Regions from separate parts of the Mus musculus genome. Here region 2 is linked to region 1. Evidence: chromatin contacts called from public Hi-C data. All regions are on one chromosome and are shown on one strand. Each heading gives the region's core, a stretch centred on a gene start, on an enhancer-like site or on the middle of the called end of the contact. The rest is flanking DNA. Distances are from core to core; before and after follow the strand shown. Region 1 holds the start of Rgs1 (regulator of G-protein signaling 1). Region 2 has its middle 130 kb from the start of Rgs1.

Region 1 (2,934 bases), core at 177-2,676:
CATAGTGAATGTTGTAATACTATAAATGTTTACTACAGACTTTGTGTATCATACTGATTTTTTAAAAAGGACAAAGAAAAATTAATATGCCTCTCTTTTTTTTAAGTCAAATTTACCTAATTCCACCAAAAGTTTCTATGATAAAGGCTACCCTCTATTGAGAGGCAAAATTCAATCTGCCCAAAGTAAAGTTGGCCATCCTATAAAGTGCCATAGTATGCATCTTGTATAAACTCTGTAAGATGTTATATTGCATTAATATCTCTGCTCTGATACATGATTTTTATCAATGAGTAATGATTTTTGTAATGTAATCATCTCAATTAAAGCTAGATTTTTCCTCTCTGGAGATATTTCAAAAAATTCAATTATTATATCCTAACTAGTACAAATGATTGACTTATTCAAACAAATTCTGAGTTTACTTTGAATTTTCCCTCAGATACTTTATTTTTAAAGATTGGTATCTTTATCATTATGTAAGGTCTGTATGTTAGGTACACTTTTATTCATAGGTTTTCTTTAATTTTACCATGCCATCTTAATTATTGAACACAATTACAGTGACACATCACTTATAGTCTAATTATAGAAGTAGCATTAAAAAACAGAATGCTCCTTAAGGTCATCTTATGTGTCACTGGTAGAATATTTTGTACACACCTTGGAAAATTCTAACAAGAATGTTCCTTGTGATGGAAATGATGGGCAAGATTCCAGACACCACAGTGGTGTAGACAGCCTCCCATAGGTCTCCATCTTACCAGATAGATACAGAGTAGTCAGTATAAAAAAAACATTAATCTTATACTGCTTCATATGGGTGGCAGTGGTGAAGAACTCTTAAAATATTGTGAAGAAGCCAGAAGAAACTAAAGGGGGGGGGCTGTAATCAGAGTATACTATATGACAAGGAAATCTACTTTTAATTTTTAAGAAAGGAGAAAAAACATTGTGATCAGATGATTTTATACTCCAGAACTACCCCAAGCATCAAGGTGAAGGGAGGGATAGGACTCTACTGTTGAATTTCTGCGTGATACAGAAAATATAGCAAATGTAACATTGACCAGAACATATAGTTTTCAAGGGAAAAAAAAAAGAAAGTTTTAACTCAAACTAAAGGCTGATACTTCCTTTCCTCCAGAGATGTGTATGGCCCCCTTCTATATATCTGTGTGTGTCTGTGTGTGTGTGTGTGTGTGTGTGTGTGTGTGTGTGTGTGTTTGTGCATGTGTGTGCATAATTTTGTTCCTGCCTTCCTAATCAAATGACCTGCTCTCATTCAGTTGAGTTTCAACCACAAGACATCCCTGTACACTTTTTTTTCTTCAAGATACACGTCACGACACACCAAGAAAGGAGGAACTTCCGTGCCTGTGGTAACATCACTTGATAAACAGACTCCCTGAACAGCAAGTGCCCTGTCTGCCTTACGCTATATAAAGCAGCAGTCGTAGACTAACAGACACTCACTCGTTTTGAGAAGACCATGAGAGCGGCAGCCATCTCCATGCCAAGGTTGAACAAAATGCCAGGAATGTTCTTTTCTGCTAGCCCAAAGGATTCGAAAGAACACAGCCATTCTCTTCTAGACGACAAAAAGCAGAAAAAAAGGCCAAAGACTTTGTAAGTTCCTTCAGTGTGTCTCTTTGATTATCTTTTATGGCCAAAGGAGTAGGAATAAGTGGACGTGAGTGCTGGCATTTGGTTTATGGAGAGCGGAGCAATTACCTCCTGTGACTTATAAGTGAGAGTCAGTTTTATTGGAAAATAAATCATGTTACCAGAAAGTCTGGGGAAATCTTTCTAGACGTTGTTCATAAAAATGAGTTCTATTTTAACATACTAAAATATTGTGTTAGCTAGTCTTATTATTACCTTCCTCCTCAGATATGTTTGCTTCATGTTCTTTTCATAGATAAGGGGAACTCTTGTAGAGAATTATGAATTTTTGGTGTCTTTTGTAGTGGAATGGACGTGAAAACATACCTGAGATCGATGATCCCACATCTGGAATCTGGGATGAAATCGGCCAAGTCCAAAGACATGTATGTACTGAATATATTGAAATATTCTAAGTGTCTAAGCATCCTAGAAGCTAACTGTTGTCTTCAAATGATACTGATACTTCATGTGTCTAGGCATGCCAGCTTACTCTTGTAATTCCAGTACTTGGAGGTTGAGACAGGGGGATGGGCAGGGGACTTGAGTGAAGCCTTGGACTTTAAAAAGGCATATAAAAATACTGCATGCAATGGAGTTAATTTCTTTTAGGTAACAAGCCAAACAAGATTAGCCCATATTAGAGCCAATGAACATTAATTATTAATATGTCCACATCAGTTTTCTATTTGTGTTTTTCTAATTTATCCACTTAGATTTTAACTGTCTTGACAGATTTTTTTCATAACTATGGTGATTAAAAGGAACTTTATTCATAAAAGTAATAATAGAAGTCATAACAAAAAATTTTAGTTATCAATATGTAGTAGCCATTATTAAATCAAGTGGGATTTCCAAAACTAGTTTATTAATTTAGATTATTTTTGTTAACTGTAGACTTTCTGCTGAAGAAGTAATGCAGTGGTCTCAGTCTCTGGAAAAACTCCTTGCCAACCAGAGTAAGTATTCCTATCTATCCATTGTTTTGGGGTCAGCTTGATAATTTAATAAGTTGGATGGATGATTAATGTATGTTATCAAAGGAAGAAAAGCAAGTATGCAAAAATGAAGTATTTTAGTTCTTGAATCATTCATAATTTCCTCACAATATGACTCAGTAATATAGCACTAGATTTTTATCACTGTCCTTTAGACAAATCTGCCAAAACAGTTACATGTGTTCTTGCATTCAAGAACAAAACTGAAATTAGGCTGTGTTGCTGGAGAGCTGGCTGGTTGGCTGATTGCTTGTTGCTCTTAAAGATGACT
Region 2 (2,934 bases), core at 294-2,793, 130 kb before region 1:
TGACAATGGAAGCAGAATGAAAGAATAAGGGTCTGAGTCATAGCGGTTAACCTTAAAAGGCCCACCACCAGTGACCTAATACAGAGAACCAGACTGCAAACCCTCAAAGGCTCCAAACCTCCCAAAACAATGTCTCCAGATGAGCTCCAAATATTCAAACACATGGGCCTGGAGTGGGGGTGGGGTAATCTAACCTTCAACCCATAACATTATACCACTGGACCCTTCAGTCTCATGGACCACATCATAATATAATTTTTTTTATCCTTTTTCAAGAGTCCCCCTTAGTCTTCATAATCTCAACATCATCTATAACCTTTATTTCTGTGTGTCTGTGTGCATCAATGTGTGTGTTCATCTATGTGTGAGTGTGTGTGACTATGTGTATGCAAATGTGTGTGTGACTATGTGTGTGCAAATGTGTGTGTGAATGTGTGTGGTTGAATGCATGCATACCACAGCAGGCAAATGGAGGTTAGAGGACAGTTTGCCAGAGACAGTTCTCTTGATACACCAAATGGGTCCCAGGGATGAAACTCAAGGCCTTAGGCACTTTTACCCCCTCAGCCATCTCAGTAGCCCAACAGCTTCTGTTAATAGTGCTTATCACTAGCAGTCACAGGCCTCTTTTCTCTATACAACATTGTTTTAGTTAGTATCTGAAGGCATGGGTTTCAATGTGATATTTCCATACCTGACACTGACGACCTGGCAGTAGCCACTTGAAGCTGAATTTGCATCCTTATTCCAGATTCATTCACTATGTGGTATAACTGCATTGATGATGTCAGAGGTGGAAGTTTCAAGTGCATCATTTCACCAGCAATCATAGAAAATCCACCACGGAGCTCCCCACCCCCTTCTTACCCACTCATTGTAAGCATCTCACTCCCTGTGACTTCCACTACCGAGTAAGTCTAAAGTGAAATCTCTGTCCCCACTATACTAACACAGATAAAAGGCTTCACAAGTTTCTGCCACTAAAACACTTTTAAAATGATAGAGGTTATTTGTATTTAAGATTTACTCTCTATCAAGTGGCTTAGCTATACTAACTTGAATCTATCTCTAAAATGTGAACCTCTTTCTGAAATTGTCATACAAAAAATCAAAATACAGCTTGGAAGGTAAATGTCAGAGTGAACAGTTAGTCAATAAATTATTTTATAATTTTAATTTATTGTATAATATTTTACAATTTTTTTCAATATGAAAATTATTTTAGTGTTAGCCCTTTGTTTAATCTGCTTAAGTTACAACACAGTAACAGCATCGATCAGCACTATGTCAATGAGCATTATTGACCAGTGAGAGATTTATAATTTTTAAAACTTTTCAATTTCAAGTAGGCAGATGGGGGAGTACCCACATAGAGGAGAGGAAGAGGAGGGGATATGGGTCTTGTGGAGGGTCTTGGAAGGGGGATAACATCTGAAGTGTAAATAAATAAACAAACAAAAAAAGGCACTGTCTTTTCTTCAAGAACTGGCTTTTGCCTTTGGAATATTTCTTTGGTCTTTGCTCTATCACCACTAGAGGGCAGAAAAGTACAGGAAAAAAATCCATGCTAGAGATTTAAATTCTTTGTAAGTTTTCTCAAACCGCATGGAAATCATGTTTTTTCCAAACACGCTTCCCTCTTTAGCAATCAGTGAAAATAATATCATAAATAAAAGTTAAATATTTAGTATTATATGTCAAATATCAGCTAAAATATAATATATTTAACTTCACAATTTTATAAAAATTATGTTTCCCAATACATAAAATATGAATTATAATGCAAAATCATTCATAATATACACAGGATATTTAACTCATAGTGGAAAATTATGTGAATTATTACAAGAGGGACAGAAGGCAATATGATTGGATGATCCTGTGCTTGGAGATGCAGAGACCAAAGAGACAGGCTTACTTATTAGGTGATAAGGCACATTGGAAGAAAGTTGTAAAAACACCAGAAAACATATCTACAAAAAGCCTACAAATGGGGTTACAAAAAGTGATCCCATACTAGAATATCAATATTTTTCCAATTTTTACACCCCTTCCCCAACCCACCTATAAACGAACAAATAGATAAAACATTAAAACAACGTACAACCAAAGTGTATAACATGCATGCATGAAACTTTCATAATGATTAACACCTATTATTTTATATATTTAATATATTATAATAAACATGCAAACTCACTTTGGAAATCCCACTGGAGTTTTTGAGCATAATGGATCCCAGGTAAAGGCATTTGCCATCAGCTCTGAAAATCTGAGTTTCATTTTTGAGACCCACATGATTCAAGGAGAGAATCAAATCACTAAAACACTCACATTATATACATATACATACATACATATATATATATGTATATATATGTGTGTGTGTATAAGTATATGTACATATACATGCATATATATACATATATGTACAAATATATGTATATGTACATATATATGGAGAGAGAGAAACTAATGTAAATGAGAAGACTTTAAAAGTTTCAATATTTAACTGAGCCAAGCAATTTTCTTCGATTGTCCATTGTTATAATAACAAGTCTTAGAGTATTGTAGTCTGTGAAGGTGGGAGGGTCCCTATATTTTTTTTTATTTAATTCCTCAAGATGACTCTCTTAGAGCATCTTTCAAAATGTCTACTCATGAATTTAGATCTAATGCTTTTATACTTTTTGAGTCTTACTATTTACTAACTTTGTTACTAATGAATGTAGATGGTATGCTTCCATACCTTGCCTATAGTCATCAACTTCCTGAATTATTTTATTAATACTAAATACATATAAAATCTTTTATGTTCTGCATCTGTAATCATCCTTTGCAAATGATATGATTTATTCTGTGCATTTTGCAATTTTATTTCTCTTTCTATGTTTTCCCCATTTCCTGTATTGACATAAAGTGATATGATAGCAT

The links. Hi-C and Micro-C count contacts between places; a contact is called where the count stands out from the background.
Region 2: a contact with region 1 is called in a Hi-C map of bone marrow-derived macrophages, with 34 read pairs. The contact joins the enhancer-like site here to the promoter of Rgs1 in region 1. A contact is called at or near these places in 2 of 39 promoter capture datasets (cancer-associated fibroblasts and macrophages), 4 of 15 datasets of contacts at CTCF or cohesin (CD8 T cells, the G1E-ER4 cell line, large pre-B cells and 1 more), 14 of 484 Hi-C or Micro-C datasets (the C2C12 cell line, the CH12 cell line, the G1E-ER4 cell line and 8 more), 10 of 115 datasets of contacts at active chromatin or transcription factors (the 230-238 cell line, CD8 T cells, the HPC-7 cell line and 7 more) and 4 of 9 other capture datasets (adipose tissue, bone marrow-derived macrophages, liver and 1 more).

The regions. Positions count from the first base shown.
Region 1 is chr1:144,247,596-144,250,529 of GRCm38.p6, reverse strand. It overlaps Rgs1 (regulator of G-protein signaling 1), which reads left to right and starts at 1,426. Exons shown (of 5, transcript NM_015811.2): 1 at 1,426-1,629; 2 at 1,971-2,051; 3 at 2,563-2,624. The coding sequence starts at 1,493.
Region 2 is chr1:144,378,815-144,381,748 of GRCm38.p6, reverse strand. No RefSeq gene overlaps it. Among named protein-coding and RNA genes, the nearest start is that of Rgs1, 130 kb to the right of the region's middle. Within about 2 kb of position 1,543, at least 3 of the 459 cell types and tissues checked have an H3K27ac peak or open chromatin away from gene starts, as enhancers often do. A contact at or near this core is called in Th17 cells and bone marrow-derived macrophages, where this site is marked.